Regions from separate parts of the Zea mays genome. Here regions 1, 2 and 4 are each linked to region 3. Evidence: chromatin contacts called from public Hi-C data. All regions are on one chromosome and are shown on one strand. Each heading gives the region's core, a stretch centred on a gene start, on an enhancer-like site or on the middle of the called end of the contact. The rest is flanking DNA. Distances are from core to core; before and after follow the strand shown.

Region 1 (3,868 bases), core at 551-3,050, 330 kb after region 3:
ATTAAATTGAAAGAATGGTATGCCCATCAAGGCTGGATTTGGACAGCGATGCGCATTCGCGTCCCAGTGCTGTAACTGTAAATTGCGTTGGACGCCAGTTTCTAGACTCAGCATCGTCATGGAAGAAGCGATAAAATACACAGATAGGATGATGAAACCATTAAAAGCTTTCACGATCTCTTCATATTACAGTGTGGGGCTTTTGCTTTTCTTTCGACTGAAAGGCATGATGTTGGACTGCTTCATTTTTGTCTTCTTTGTATTTCTTAACTAGACCAAAACTAAAGTAACTATATAGAAAAGGCAGAAGGAGGGGGCCTATGGGATTTAGGGGCCTAGAGCCACCGTTCTGGTGGAGTGGTGGCTCCCTACCTAGATCGGGTTCTGCTAAGGTTAAGGTACACAAAAGGAATGGTTTGTGAGAGAATCTTTTAAGGCTAGTTTAACAGCTTTATTTTTTAAAAAAAAGAATTTTCATTTTCATGAACTAATTTTCGTTGAAAAAAATAGAATTCTTTAAAATAAATAGGAAACTAGCTCTTAGGGGGTGTTTGGTTGCTCCTGCTAAAGTTTAGCCCGGGTTACATCAAGCGTTTGACTTTTAAATAGGAGTATGAAATATAGACCCAACCAACTGGACTAAATTCGTCCCGTCTTTTAATCTTCGGCTGACAAATTAGTTTTATAATCCGACTACATTTAATACCCGAAACGGAGGTTCAAACATTCGATGGGATAGGAGCTAAATTTTAGCGGGGTGTAACCAAACACCCCTTAACCGGAGGTAGTAGATAAAAGAGAAATACAGGGAGACCTCGTGGTTTTCTGCGTCGGCCATCTTTTCAGCGAGGATTCTGAGCGGGACGAGTCCCCTCTGGGGGGGGGGGGGGGGGGGCAGACTTCGCCGCGGACCGCGCGCCGCCGGCGTCGTGGAGAGGACGCACGAGGCTCAGCACTCAGGTCGACAAGTTCAGCAGGCTGGTCAGGCACCTATCGTCGACAAAGACCTTACGGATTCCGTCGCGCTCAACGAAATGACCAACTCCAAGATTAACGCCATGGCCGAAGCGCTGCCTCCAAGACTTGAACTCGGCAACTCCTACGTTTATTTAGAACGAGTCTTTTTGTCGCGGAATCTGGAAATTCAATAGGCTTGCCCGGATCGGACGAATCTTGAGAGTGGCAAAAGGCGCCGAGACCACGTAACCGAAGAGAGGAGTAGCTAGAGCCTCTGGGCTGCAACTGAAAGTCACTCGAAATCCGAAGGAGCACCAACTGTTTTTTTTTCTTTTCTTTTACCAAACCTGCCATGGAGCAAAATTGCCGTGCAAGACCTTTATGGCAGTCAGTGTGGTGGCTCAGTGGCTGACTCTCGCAGCAGCATGGATTTCTGATGAGAGCAGAACAGTGCGCAGGCCGACTGCGACTGCGATAAGGCGCCGATTCTCACATGCCCAGCGTCTGGTTCGCCAGATTAAAAAGTTTCCCCTGAAAGGCTGAGGCCCTCTTGTGGCCTCTAGAAACAGGGGCCGGGGCCAGGGCGGGGCCTGTACCCGAAATACGCAGAGATGGGCATGGCTGCCTGTCCGGGGCACTTGCATGGGAAGTTCCGATCACTTCATTGATTGGAAGCGCTGCCACTCACATGCCGCGAGCACATGCGATGCGCGCGCACGTAACTTGCCCGGTTTCGCAAACGTAATGTTGGATTACAGGCCAGGCTGCGTCTTTAGTTTATCGTCGTCGTTCCCGGCTGCCGCCTACAAAATCTATTGAACACCACCCCATGGTGACACCCTACACTGTCTGTCCTGTCACCAACTCACCAGTCACCACTCACCACCACCCCGCTCTTTGCTGCTTCGCGCTGTGGAGCTCAACGGCGGACGGACGGCCATGTCGTCGTCGTCGTCGCCACGCCACCCTTGCTTCGGCGCCGCCCTCCCGGAGCGCCTCGGCTACGTGCAGTGCAAATTCTGCGCCACCATCCTGCTGGTAACTTAACAACGACCTGTATGCACTGCATGCTCCGGAAACCGCCAATGCCCACACACGGTCTCACGTACGGCGCGCACGATTGCCTGCCTGCCTGCCTACGCATGCAATGCAGGTGGGCGTGCCGATCGGCGGCAGCCTGCAGCTGCTGAAGACGGTGGCCGTGCAGTGCGGAAGCTGCTGCGGCATCCTCTCCGTCGCGCTGCCGCCCGACGAGGCGCCGGCGCCGGCGTCCGTCGAGCTGCTTCCCCTGATGCAGGTTCCCACCGTGCCCTGCCCTGCCCTCCCTTTGCATTAGCGCGCGTCCTCGCTCATTGGGCAAACGACGACGCGTCCCGTTCGATGAAACAGGAGGCCGGCGGCGTTGATCCGCCGCCCAGGGACTCCGACGAGAGCAGCGGAGAGGACCGGGGGGAGACAACGGAGGCTGCTACCGTTGCCGACAACCATGCCGCCTTCCCTGCGGTTAACAAACGTAGGTGATCACACGCGCGGTTTTAACAATGCCTCCACTGATATTTTGGCACTTCTCATCGTTCGTACTTAAGCAAGCATGTGCTTTTGAAACATTTCGCAGCTCCACTTAGGAAGCAACGGACGCCGTCGGCCTACAATTGCTTCATCAAGTAAGAATGCCTTTGTTTGGTTTGTGGAGTCACTCTATGCTTCATGAGGTGATGCATTATAAGTTCATTCCATTAATTTTGGTGTAATCAACTCACTCCTCATATATATACTAATTATTAGCTTATGAGGAATGGGGTGATGATAGATCAACCCATTCTATTCCACAAACCAAATAAAAAAATGAGAAGTGAGAAGAAGATGAATTACTTTATTTTTCAAACCAAACACACTCATAGTCAGCATTTTGCGTACAATAGTTTACGAGACATACGGATCGTGTACACGCATGCTTCGGGTATACACTCATACAGGTCAAATGCATAAGAACTGTTAGCGTTGTTGACTATAAAACCAACAGCTGGTTATATATATATTGTGATTGAAATTTCAGCATGTTTTTAGCTGCTACTCTGGTAGAGACGACGAGATCTTTAATATGCGCTCATCTGATTGTTACTCAGGGAGGAGATACAGAGGATTAAGGCAAGAGACCCGGGCATCACCCACAAGGAGGCCTTCAGCGCTGCTTCTAAGAATGTAGGCGTTCTTCAGCGGACTGCAAGCTCCCCAGACTATTCTGATCTGCCTCAACTAGTTTTTGGATTATTTGTTCATCGAACCATTATCCATTCATATTGTTCATCAAACCATTATCCATCAAAACTTCACATTGTTAGCAAGCTATCATATTGGTTCCTTCACTGCAGTGGGCTCACTTACCTAGGATCCAGAAGACGGGAGGCTGATGGATCTGCTGCTGCTGCACGCGGTTTCCAGATTTGCACGCTGCAAAGAGAGGGAAACAGATTACCTGCGACCTGATCCACGTTGTTAGCTTCAGATGAGATAAATCCATGGATTTCAATGTTGTACATAAACCTTTGGCACGTGGTGTGGTGACTGAAATTACAATCATGCGATAAATGCAGCATTGTTTCCAGATCTTATCAGTTGCGGTACTGACACAACTAGGATAGCACCAAACCTGATTAATACAGTAAGCATGACTGCTGCTTGATGATAAATAGTAAAAAATGGTTCTCCGGAATTGGCAGATATATTAATAAAAACTTTGCCTGACCAGATGTAGCGGTAAAGCGATTTAATTAGCATACATAACTCTGTTGCTTTTCTCTTCAGCACAAACAGGAAAAGAAAAAAAAACAGGCAGGATTGATTGTATATATTACACAAGCATCTCAAGCTCTACTTGTAATCCAATCTAGTCTGCGAAGGCATCACTCTT
Region 2 (4,023 bases), core at 17-2,516, 270 kb after region 3:
TATAAATTATAAGGAACGGAGGTGGTAGTTTAGTGACTTCCCGCAAATAAATAAATTTGGGTTAATAAAAAATAACAGGTATTTCTCTCTTTTAACCGGAGGTTCTCCTTCCTGGCACGGTTTCCGCGCTGGGCGATATGAACACGTGTGGGTGCCGTCACTCTCGCCCGGCATCTAGGGATGAAAACGGTAATCCGAACTCTTAGAACAAATTTAATATTTTAAAATAAATATGCATAAAATTTAATGTTGATCTTTTCTTATGTTATCAAGCACATTAGTACACATATGAATAAAATATTACACAAATTATTTTATGTATTATTTGCTCCCTACAGCACGAAACGTTGAAAAAATTACCGAATTTATTTCCGAATCCATACCGAAGTTTATATCTATTATTTGAGAAAATATAGAATGAATTTGAGGTTTACCTTTTATGAATCTTTACAAGCTGAATGTTAAAAACAAGAATACAAATTTGTATTGTAGATTATATATCCTATTTATTCGCAATCAAAGAAAGACGATCAAAAAACTGATTACCGAATAAATACCGTTTCCGACCGTTTTCATCCCTGCCGGCATCGCCATAAGGCTGACTCTAGTAAGGGCTTCTAAATAATCCTCTATCATAAATACGTATTTGTCCTATCAACGAACGTCCCTGTTCTAGCTGTTCTGGTTGTCCCGCAATCAAACGGTACTCTACGCTCTCCAACAACGTTATTTAAACGGTTCTCTAAATTTAGAGAACGCTGCTGAATTCTCTCTATATAAAGTTTCTCTAAACGATTATCTATCATTTCAGTACTTTAAATAACCTATTTAGTAAAAGAAAAATATATACAATATATTTGAGAGTATGACAAATACGTATATAAAAAAATAAAAATAAAAAAGTGTCTCTAATATAGATAGTTGAGTATAGAGAACGTGATTTAGATAACGTTGTTGGAGAGGAAAGAGATATAGAGGATAAAAATATTTAGAGAAGACCGTAAGTGACGGATATAGAGAACATGGCAGCCCATCAACGGCGGCGCGCCTGCATTTGGTAGCCACGGCCGAGGCGGCCGGCGGGTCAAAATTCACAGCCCCGGGCCCGGCGGCAGCGCCGCGCCAGATACGACCTGGTGGGGCCGGCCGCTGGAGCTGGATGTAACGGTGCCGTTAGCCCGGCGGCTAGCTTTAGCTGTGACCGTGAGTTAACAGAGGTCGCTCTACGCCCCGCGTGACGGGGAACGCGTGGGCACGGTCCACCATGGGCTGTCGTGCACCACCACCACGACCTCTAAAAAGGAAAGGGGGTGCGGATGTGGTGGGCCCCACCAGAGGATAAGCCGGGAATTTTATTTCCCCCCAATGGTTTTATCTATATTTTTCTCCCTCGCTGTCTGCCTGTCTCGCTATCTCCACGGCCACGGAGGACGGAGAATGGAAAAAAAAACGAAGGCAAGGAAAAGCCGCGCTCGTCTTGCGCCCGGGCGCCTTTCCCTGTTGGCGGGCGAGTGACATGCGGGGCCTGGCCCTCCTGTCACTCCCTTGCTGTTTTCTCCCAGCCGGTGGGGCCGGCCGCGGGCAGGTTCGTTCGGTGGTGGGAAAAGCGTGTGGGGCAGGGGGGGAGTCGTGGGACCACACGCCACTCACGTGAGCACCGGATCTTGTCGTAGGCCTGGCGGGTCCCAGGCCGGATCCTCTGCGGATCGGCGGTTGGCCGGGACGTTGTGTGGCTGGAGCGTACGGGCGGGGGGCTAGCAAAAGTTGAAGCGGAGGGCGATCGGGCACCGGGCGGCCGGGCCGGTGCCGCGGTGCGGATGCGTATGCGCGCGGGGCCGTGCGGATGTGATGTGCGGCTTACGAGTACCAAAAAGACCCCACCCACCCACCCTGCCCCTGGAAATATTTTTTTTACTGGCTGCGATATTATATATGAAATCCAGGGTACGATGCTGACTCCTTTGACGTCAGGGTAGGTAAACTGGCGCTGTAATTTTGTAATCCTTCTAGTATGCGCCGTGTTATTTATTTTGTGGAGTATACTGTCGCTAGTGTAAGCACAGGGCGCATGCATGTAAACTGCTTGGGGAAAAAGACGTTATTTTATCCGCGGAATCGACCCTGTTCAATGCCGTCGGTAGATTTGATTGCTATCTATGGCGTCGACTATCGACTGTGGAACGACCATGACTGCAGGATTTATTGGCAACACCAACACAGCTCTGATGTACAGTACAGAGAACAGTAGGTGTTGTCACGGTCAATCTCCTCTTTTCAGCATAACGTGAGTGAAGTGAGTGCGAGAGACAGAGACGGCAGCGTGTAGACTAGAGCCCCACGTTCTAGATGATCAGGAGAAAAGGGGGCGGAACATGGAACAAAGACCAGGGAAAATTGCGAAGGGGGAGAGTAGGAGTACAGTAGTGCAGGAGGTTGAAACGAACTGCTAGTGTCACAGGAAGAGCATGTGGATACACGGCGGCGAAGAAGCCAAAACCCCTGTTTTTCTTTCTTCCTTTTTTTCACTTCTTCTATATCTAAATTTGTAATGTCAGTTTTTAAAAACATTTTTTTCGACAACACTGTTATATGATCAGGTAGTACAAGCAAATTGTTTTTTTAATAATTTATGGTTTGTCTTTCTATGGTATCAAACGTCTTTACTTTGCCGCCAACATAGATAAAACACTAGCAAGTTTTAGATTTTTTTATAGCATCTAAAATTTTAGGAATTTTTTTTGGTTACAAGGAAACGTGCAGTGACACATTCATGCAGAAGCACTGAAGCAGTGATCCTGAAGGCAGAGGGTGATGATGACATGAGGTCACCGGCAGCCGGCCTCGAGCTCCGTGTCCCGGCTGCTGTGCTCTTCTGACATGGAAGGCCGAGATGACCAACCCGTGGTACTGCAGCTCCGGCCGGCCGGCCGGCCGGTTCCCTTCCCTCGGAAGTCGGAGAACCCTCACGCCGTCAACAGCCAGCTTGCAGTTGGTGGTGTGTGGCGGAGATCGATGGATGGCGCGCGCTAGGACAGAGCTGAGCTGAGCACCCGGCGGCGGCCTGCCTCCCGTCCCGGCCCACCGGCGGCTCCACCGCTCCACGGCGTGGTGCCAGGGCCACCAGCCAACGTCGAAAGACACGACGCAGGGCCAAAAGGCATAGCAGCTTCAGCGTACGGCGTACCTTGCTCTTGGACACGACGCAACGCCCGTCACCCACACCGGCACGAGCAGACTGGTCTCGGGCTCTCGGCTGGCCTGCAGACGCTCTCTCTCGCCATGGACGGCGCCGCAGCGCCCGACTGGTACGCTTCTTCTCAGCCAGCGCGGAGGGCACTCTCCTCTTCGTCTTCACCCGGCGGCCGGGAGGCACATTGGACTTCACGGACGCAGAAAGACCAAGGCGCACCAAGAAACGCACCTCGCGACACTGCCTCGCTTTTATAATGCGGGAGGAAAGCAAGGGCAGGCGCTAGCCAGCCAGCCAAGGCAGGCAGGCACCACGCGGCCACGCACCAGCTTGCTTCTACTGGTAGCTGTTTCTTTTGCTCCTCTTCTGTTCTCTGTGGGTGGTGCCGTTGCTATCGGCTTTTTATCTTCACGAGTATTATTAAATTAAAATATATAAAAAGGGACAGCACCCGTTTGATGCGCTCACCCCTGGACCTGGACGATTCTATATATTTGGGATCCACTTGTTTGTTTATAATAAAAATCGTGCTCTTACGTGCAGCCGTGCAGGCGACTTCCTCCGGCCGGTGATGGTCTTTTGAACGCCGCCAAAGGCGCATATGGGCCTGGGCCCGTCATGGATTGGATTGATTGATTATTTTGTTCCTTTGGCCACAAGAATCATCACGGGTTACCTAAGCATGTAGTACCAGTAGGACGTAGGCTGTAGCCGTTGCACTAATTCCTTTTTAATTTAACCAAAAAAACAAGTGAGTGCTCATCATGTGCCCTCAGTCCTCAAATATAACGACGTACGGATACAAAGCAATTCACGCGTCTCCTCAAATCTAT
Region 3 (3,917 bases), core at 351-2,850:
TTTAGAATAATTGGTTTAAAATTCGGATACGAGTATTATTCAGATTTGGATGTTTTTTCACCGATAAAAAATGTTGAAAAAAATAATAATACAGAAATTTATATTTGTCTTTAATAATATGCTTAATAACAAGCCTAAAGATTACCGCCAGATATTATGCACATCTATGCTAAAATATTATATTTGTCATATAATCTAGATGTTCCCGGAACATTCCTATGTACGTGCCCTTGGAATAAATTAGGAATAATTTTGAGATGTTAGAGATTTAAACTCAATCAATTTTATTAGATCCACGTTGTTTGAGATTAAAACGAACATACCTTAGATCATTAATTTCATTGGCGGTACCCCTTCCGGCGGCAGCATAGAATTTGCGAGGGCTACTGGAGTACTACTTGTGCAATGTGCTGCCACTACGGCGGCCGTACGGGAGCAAGTAATTAGCTAAGCGCCGCACAGGCCGGCGCGGCGCTGTAATAAATGAGTCCTCGCCCCGGTTTCCCATTCACGCGTAAAGAGAAAGAGGCCACGGGTACACGTAGCGTGCCAGGCAGAGGCAGCCACCGCTCGTTGCTCGCCGTTCGCCGTGCCGCACGAAGGTCACGTAGCGTGGCCACCCATTTTCGGGTGCTTTGCCATTCACGTGTAAAGAGAAAGAGGCCACAGGTGAAGGCCAAGGGTTTGTGGATAGCGCGACGCGGACGGCGGCGAATGGGGGTGCCATCGGTTCGGTGGTGCCGCACCACACGAAGGCACCAAATTAAAATGGAGGTGCGCGGCCTTTTGCTGCTGGACGCGCGCGAGTTCTCGCTCCGAATTAGGGCGTCCGGATTCTAGCAGTAGCAGGTAGTAGGGGAGTAGCAGTACTGGCGCTACCTGAAGCCCGAAACTGACTGACAGACAAAACAACTCGAGAGGGTCAGAGGGTGGTGGAGTGGAGAGCCGGATATTGGACATGGCTGCCTCAGACAGAGGATGAAAGCGAAATTACTCTGTACAGTACGGGTCTTCATATCGCTACAACCATGTGTCGTGCCGGCCCGACTGCCACTAGTGCACCACCGATTTGTGCACTCGTAGTCTCGTACACCGGGAGGAATGGATACGGTCCCTCCCTCCGGCCTAGGTTCTACAGTTCTCGACTAGGGATTTTTCCCAGAATTTCGGTAGGTAAGTCGAAAGTGCCTCCAGTTCAAAGTTCTCGGTTCTCCTAGCGGAGTTATGAAGGAAAAAAGAAATCTAACTTAAGGAGTGATTGCGGCTCGATCAGCACACACCCACGTCCGACTCCGACGCACAGAAGAGAGCGCGAGTGACTGAAGAGCGAGACGGACAGGGGGAGGGATGGGACGCACCAACAGTGTCGCCGATGACGATCTGCTTGGAGCTGGCCCAGGCGGCGTAGTCGGGGTTGCCCATGACGGTCCACCCAATCGTGCCGCCCACCTCGTACACGGCCGCCGACGCCACGCCCGCCCACATCACCAGCAGCAGCAGCGCCGCGCCACCGCCGCCCATGGCTCCGGCCGAGATAGATAGAGCGGCAGCGAAGGGACGAGACGCGCGGTAGGCAGCAGTACCGTAGGAGAGCGATGGCAGTGTGCAGTACTGAGTGGCTGGCTGGCTGGCTGGCTGACCAACCGGCCGGTTAAATCAAAAGCTCCGCGGCTTTCCAGCCCCGCCCGCGGCGAGGTTCCCGGAAATGCCCCCCTGCGTCCAGCCTTCGATACGTATGGCTTGGCCTGGTGTGCCCGGGTTTTATGGACTTTCTCGTGGTCTTGTGCTTTCGCCTTTCGGGTCCGGTGGCCTGACCAGGGTCTCGTTCTCGTCTGCGCTGCCTGATACGGCGCGGGTCGGGTCACTGTCCACGGCACGCGACCACTCCTGGGTCCTGGCGGTGGCGGTTGCTACTGCTCGGCTGCTCGCTCCATCATCCGAACGAATCTGCACATGTGGTGCAGAAGCGCCATCCAAGGCCCAAGCACTCGCCCAGATTTTTTTTTGATCCCCTTGATCGTGTCGTACGCAGCCGTATGAGTCGAATCGGGGTGCTCCCGTAACCGCAGCTGATAAGATGTGCATGGCGACGAGCCTACGTCTGTCTAGCCATAGTCCCATCGACGAGCGGGACCCCGGAGTGTTCTCGCCGTCGACCGGAAGCGGGAAGCGTTTTCCACGTCGAGTAAAGTACACACGGACACGGCATAAGCGCCGGGACAGAAGCTTTCCAGTTTCCACCCGGGTGTCCCAACTCCCAACGCTTTTAGCGTGTGTGCATACGTGTGGTCGGCGGTGAGGCACTGACGACTAACTGACTCCATATCTGCACTGTTCATAGAATGAAGTTCACAACCGCAGCAGGTAGTACTTGAGAGTCCATATACACACATCACACATACATACAGGTCGCTTGGCACAACCGCACAACGGAACAAACAGCCAAATGTCCTAAGGCCATATATGGATGGTCTTGTGTAGGGGTTTCCATTCATTCAGCTCCCAAACAAAAGCCCTCAGTGGAGTCCAGTGTCCAGTCCATTCTAGTCTATCTTGTCGTATCCTCCGTCACAGGACAACTACGACACGGCTCGAGAGTATTGATCTGATCGATGGCGGACGCTGACCGGTCGATCCAGCGATCCTACACGTCGCGCCCCGGTCATCCGGAGACGGGGGCGGCCAAACACAAGCGGAAGATGCACTGGACAAGCGTGTCGTTCGTGAACCGGGCTCGTGAGTTACTACTGACGGCTGACGATCGGCGTGACGACACCATGAGCTCAGGCCTCGCCGGACGCCGTGAGCCCGCGAGGCAAGCATCTGGCTGGCGGACGACGAGACGAGAGGGAAGGCCCAAAGGCCGGATCAATACATGTCTGGAGTCTGGACTGTTTGCTGGAACGGGAAAAAAAGCCCATCCTACTTCCACGCTCTATCGTTGTTGTTTGCTGCAACTTTTGGTGCAACCTCAGACAGTGTTGCCGTTGCCGTGTTCTCTTTCTACGTGATTGGTTGGTTGGCCGGCTGCATCTACCCGCGGCGTTCCGTTGATCTTGCGCAGCACCTATTTGGTTAACCGAAGAGAAGGGTGGCAGCATGTACCCGCACATGCAGCATAGGCTTTTTTTTTGGCTTGATTGTCTGCATGCACGGAAACACGCATATCCTGCGTATCCCGCGGTCCGGGCTAGCCAGAGACGGGCGCTGCGCACCCAGTCAACCAATCACAAGGTTTATGTGATGGTCGTAATACATGAATACATCCTCTCACGGCACCAGTCGTTGTGGAAGGATGCAATATTTCATTTTTTTTTGGTTTGAACAACACATGATATGCTAAATTTTCTTTTCAATAGGTTTTAGAGAAAAAAATATATCTGCTTATAAATAGTATTGAACTATGCTTAAAATTAAATTAATCGGATAAAGTAAATTACCTAAGCATACTATCATGGCTAGAGTATAAGAAGTGATTTAATTTTGGTAATTGTCGGTGCTCACGAATCTAATCTTATATAACATTGTTTAAAAAATATCTTGTAACGTTGTTTTATTCTCTCAGTAGTACTACTAGTATTCGATGAGTAGCAATCGAGGGAATATGACTTCATATAACGATGATGGTAATAAGAGAATAAAAAAGTTCTAAATGGATGGCCGCAGAAAAAAAAATCTACATAGTTTTGGATGGCTGTGAAGGACTTGTCGTAGTTTGGGTGAGAAGGGGTGAATTCTCTTGCGGAGAATTTTGGGGCTGAAGCTGAAGACAATAATCTTGCTCAGGGAGCAGACAACAGGCTCTGGCACGTGGGGCGTTGCGATCACTAGATGCAAGCAACTTGGCCCGACCTACTTCTCAGGCCTGGTATTCATAGGTTTCATTATTGGATATTTTCATCAGAGCTGACAGCTGA
Region 4 (4,469 bases), core at 653-3,152, 290 kb after region 3:
GCCCTTAAAACCCCCTCATTTGTAGCTACAAATGAGGGTTTTTTTTGTTCCCCAGAAACAATCTGCCGCTTTAAGGGATCTGTTGGAGAAAGAATTAAAATCTATCCCCACTAATTTTTTAGATATCCCTTAAAACTAATTTTGAGGAGTTATTTTCTGGGGAGCTCTTGGAGATGCTAAGAGTAAGAGTAAAAAACAGACTGCAGTTTATCACCCACTTTCAAATATTCGTGCCAAAAAGAATAAAAAAAGGGCAAAGCTTTCTTGCAACTCATTATCTAATATGTAGCATTTATGTAACTCAGACTGTTCTTAATCCTGCAAAACACATATGTTCTAATTAATTTAAAACAAGATGGTACCTTTTCATTCAGGCCATCAGTGAACATGAGCAGAAGCCAAGTAGCAACAACCAAAAGCATTGCGGTTTTTAACTGGTAACCTTTTTTCAGAACAGATGAACATGTTCTTTCCAAATTCTGAGCAATGGCTAACACAAAGAATGACAATGTCTTGAATGGTCGCGATGTAATTGTTAGTCTCTCTAGGTCCACACGATGTTTTTTCCGGAGCTCTGAAATATGAAGTGCACCGGTTAGATCATGGATTACACTGCAATATATCTCATTATTCGTTCAGTTAGCAAAGTGTTAAGAAAAGTCATGTTTTAATCTCAGCCTGTAGTGCCATACGGAGAATCCAACGCACACTGTGAATTATTAACATTCTAGGTAACTGGTTCACATATCGTAAATCGTAATTACGCAAATTCTGTAACTGATGTCGCCTAGTTATTAAAAATCAAAGCTGGGCAACCAGATCTTTCAAAAAAATTGCAGTTAACCTTCCACAACACAGAGGCTTTGTGACAGTGACATTGACATATGTATTTGTCTTCAAGCTGGAAAACTAAATTTGCATTGAAATCATGGCATCATTGCCACAAGGGTAATATAACGGAGAAAAAGACAAATTAGTAAAACGACCACTCCTAGATGCCAATATTTTATCATGTAAAAAAACCTGAAGAAAAAAAATCAAGTAGACAATGATAATTCAATCAGACGCCAACCGCCAAAATACGATCTAAAATCTAAATTGATAAGCGTGGAAAACCTCAGTTTTAAGTTTTAACCTTCAAAAGGTATTCTAAAAGCATCCAATGCTTGAATAAAAAAATCACAGATTGGATGACCAATACCAAGCATGCAATTTCGCTGCTAAAAAAGAACGGTTCTACTCTGCTTCGAATCGCGGGCAAGAAAAATAAGTAAACCAAACAAGGAAGACATTCTGTTTTCCTATCCGTTATCCCCAATCTGGCTTTGTAGGAAAGAGTAGGAAAAAACATGAAATATTCCAAGCTTGTAGGAAAACCTCAAAGACACGCATTCGCAGCTCCACGGCAGCTAGATCAGCAACAGCGATTTCCATAATTACGCACCACAGGCACAGATGTCAGGTGTGAACAGCGCAAGATGATTTAAACCCAACAATTAAACCAGACAGCGTATCTCCAAGAACAATGGGCGGACACCAAACAACGCGATCCCTCCGCAGAGCCCGCATCCGATCGACTCACTCACCTGACATAGCCTTGTCCTCGCCGGAGCCGGCGGTAGGACCCATGGCGCAGCTCCGGGTCCCTCTCCTCTGCCGCCGCCGCTGCCGCGTAGATCTAGGCAGCGAGCTGTGGTGTTTGAGCTAGGCGCCGGCGTTATATGATCCGAAAAAAAGGGCGCGAGCGAGCTTTGCTTCCCGTTTGGCGCGGGAACGCCCCTTCACCGTACAGGTCTCCTGGAGAAGGAGGGTACAGCGGCACGAGCCCGGCGAGGCGCAGGCACAGACGAATCGCTCCTTCCACCTGAAAAGATGAGCCTTTTCCGCGAACGCAAGGCGCAAGCTAAAAGCTAAAAAGGAGGGCAAGATGAGAACGGCTTTCCGTTTTTTATGCGCTTTGCCCGGGGTTTCACGATTTACCCCGTCAGGCACAGACGCAACGCAAACGCGGATACATGCGTTGGGGACAAAGGTAACCGATGAGGGCAGGAAACTGACGTGGTTGTTTAGAGATCCGATCTTCAATTCCGTTATTCGGGGCGGAGTTTATGAGCTGCTGCCAACGTTTTTCTTTTTAAAAACCCGAAATCAAAGCTTTAGAATTATGCTGCTAGTGATAGGAAACGGCCTTGGTTTGAATACCTCGTATTCATTTCAATCCATATGTATCGAAGTTGATTCGAGTGTAATTTAGTTTAAGTTACATCTCAATCCAATTCAATACACATAGATTAAGTGAGAGTACCTAAACAAAGCCTAAGGGTCGAGCCACACTATCAAATCTTTAATTTTATATTTAATATTTTTAAGAGCTATAAATGCCTAGCTAGTTTTGCCAAATTGCCAAACAGGTAAGTGAGACATTGGCACATTGCTATTTGATCGAGTGGGTTTAGCTCATTGGTCTCCCGATTCTGGAGAAATTATATATGGGCACTCCCAACCAAAAAAAACTATGATGGTTTGTATATTCATTAATCAATATCTATATCTATATTCTATATTATACTTAAAGCACCAGTTTCAACGGTCGTCACGCGTCATCTTTTTACAAAGAACCCCTCACATTTATCGTTGCACGTCTATATATGGCTAAACGGCGGCTCAGCATGGGCCAGACGCTCGCGGGACACAACTCTGGTCCATGCACGTCATGCCGGCCTGCTGACCGTGACGGGCCAACCTATCGGCCCATTTGTTTAAATCAGCGTAAAATGTTAAAAAGTGGTGCATGAGGTGAGGTTCGAACCCATGCCCTGATGGAACAAGGGTAGAAAATATTGGGTGAAGCTGTCTAACCAATAGAACATCATGCTCAGATGTTTTTAATATTGAATATGTATATATGTATATACATTTTTTTAAAATAAAAAATATAATCGTGTCGGTCCGGGGCAGCACTACGGGGCGAGGCTACAGCCCAAACACGGCACGACGTTCTTGGCTCTTACAAGCATTGGGTTGTTTCTGAGACCACATTGGCGCAATTGACTCCATGGTGTTTGAGGTTGCTGAATTAGATGGAGCAACAATGATTTGTCACACTAACAGTAAAATGAAAGGTTATTTGTTGGTTTTAAACGTTAGTAATTGCTACGAAGTAGCATAATTTATATGGAGCGCATCTAGTTTTTATTGATGCCTGACTTTATCAATCACTCCATATTTTGATCCATCTTTTTTATAAGTTTGAGTTCATGTGACTTATTTTAGAAACTTGAGCTCATAAACTTTCTCTTATTTGGTCTCTGTATGGTGGAATTATGTCATTTTATAATCTCTGTTCGTTCACTCAGTCGTTGTGAACTCTCTTCTAATCGCTCACTTTATTAGCCGTGTTGTACCATGATATATTGCATGGAGTAAACAATAACATCAATTAGCTAAATCAAAAAAATATTATACGGAGAGCGGAGACAATCAATAAACAAATCTTGATTTTTTGTGGATAGTTTACGTGGATATTGTTGTAAGTCGTCGCAACGCACGGGCAGCCGACTAGTGTTAATTAATGTGTCTGGTAGAGAATTGTGCATTTCTAAGATTAAATTAATTGTTAAAGCAATTATGATATGAACAAAGTATAAACCACATGTGAAAAAACATCTTGTCCATATAACAGATTAATTCTAAACTAAAAAACGATATCATCGTGACTTACAACGAAGTTTGCTCCAACAAATAGGTTGTAGAATTGATGAAATTTATAGAACGTTTTAGATCATATAAGCAAATAATCGTGTAAACACTACACAGAAATCTGATTCGCTCCAACTCATGTAGATTTTTCAATGGAGTGAGGTTTTATGGCCTTCTTGTTGTTGACATCAATGGGATCCATAAAGTGCAACAGCCACGTGTTGATATGAAAATATATGAACTCAAAAAATTTGTGGATCCTGAAAAAAATAGATGTACTTACCCGTCTTTGTCTTCCACCTTTGTCTAATCCATTCGCTGTTGGTATTGAGGACCACCGAAATAAGTGGACTGGTTCAAAGCGGCATCAATGTCGCTTGGTTGGGGGCCAATATTATGCTTGTATGATGACAAAATGGAGGACGACCACCATATGAAAGAAGTAGCACTATATGGGGGAGGAGCATTGTCGGGTGTGATAATTAGGGGTATCCGGGTTACACCTCTAAAAACGTGATCAGAAAAAGTTAACGGCTCAGACATAATCACCGAAGGAAAGGCCAAGCCACCTCACATGAGGCCCACCGCAGGGGTCTTCTCCTTAAACGTTGACGGGACCGAGAACCCTCCCCGAGGGTCCTCCGCCTCAGGCTAGCCCCCGTCTCAACCGAGCCTCTCACAGCTTATGCCTCCCATCTCCGCCTCGCTCGAAGTCACCTCGTCCTACCATCACTCCATCCGTCTCGCCCGAGCAAGGCTCAAGCAAAGAG

Evidence for each region. Hi-C and Micro-C count contacts between places; a contact is called where the count stands out from the background.
Region 1: a contact with region 3 is called in a Hi-C map of tassel, with 3 times the contacts expected there. The contact joins the promoter of LOC100283120 here to the promoter of LOC100283229 in region 3. A contact is called at or near these places in 2 of 25 Hi-C or Micro-C datasets (ear and tassel).
Region 2: a contact with region 3 is called in a Hi-C map of leaf, with 7 times the contacts expected there. The contact joins the enhancer-like site here to the promoter of LOC100283229 in region 3. A contact is called at or near these places in 13 of 25 Hi-C or Micro-C datasets (bundle sheath, ear, endosperm and 6 more) and 1 of 3 datasets of contacts at active chromatin or transcription factors (leaf).
Region 4: a contact with region 3 is called in a Hi-C map of tassel, with 2.9 times the contacts expected there. The contact joins the promoter of LOC100274223 here to the promoter of LOC100283229 in region 3. A contact is called at or near these places in 9 of 25 Hi-C or Micro-C datasets (ear, leaf, root tip and 3 more) and 1 of 3 datasets of contacts at active chromatin or transcription factors (leaf).

What each region holds. Positions count from the first base shown.
Region 1 is chr7:168,501,114-168,504,981 of Zm-B73-REFERENCE-NAM-5.0, forward strand. It overlaps LOC100283120 (axial regulator YABBY2), which reads left to right and starts at 1,801. Exons shown (of 7, transcript NM_001156022.1): 1 at 1,801-1,995; 2 at 2,111-2,254; 3 at 2,347-2,470; 4 at 2,573-2,621; 5 at 3,084-3,159; 6 at 3,330-3,378; 7 at 3,408-3,569. The coding sequence starts at 1,897. The coding sequence ends at 3,368. It overlaps LOC103633324 (pre-mRNA-splicing factor 18-like), which reads right to left. Exons shown (of 2, transcript NM_001319725.1): 2 at 3,663-3,868. The coding sequence ends at 3,861.
Region 2 is chr7:168,445,170-168,449,192 of Zm-B73-REFERENCE-NAM-5.0, forward strand. No RefSeq gene overlaps it. Among protein-coding and RNA genes, the nearest start is that of LOC100274223, 17 kb to the right of the region's middle. Within about 2 kb of position 1,267, at least 18 of the 20 cell types and tissues checked have an H3K27ac peak or open chromatin away from gene starts, as enhancers often do. A contact at or near this core is called in bundle sheath, ear, endosperm and 5 more, where this site is marked.
Region 3 is chr7:168,172,432-168,176,348 of Zm-B73-REFERENCE-NAM-5.0, forward strand. LOC100283229 (Cupredoxin superfamily protein) reads right to left here and starts at 1,601. Exons shown (of 2, transcript NM_001156131.2): 1 at 1,359-1,601. The coding sequence starts at 1,521. LOC103633319 (a long non-coding RNA gene) reads right to left here and starts at 1,352. Exons shown (of 2, transcript XR_556456.2): 1 at 324-1,352. LOC103633320 (a long non-coding RNA gene) reads right to left here. Exons shown (of 2, transcript XR_556457.3): 2 at 3,833-3,917.
Region 4 is chr7:168,462,742-168,467,210 of Zm-B73-REFERENCE-NAM-5.0, forward strand. LOC100274223 (Vacuole membrane protein KMS1) reads right to left here and starts at 1,903. Exons shown (of 8, transcript NM_001148594.1): 1 at 1,587-1,903; 2 at 363-574. The coding sequence starts at 1,629.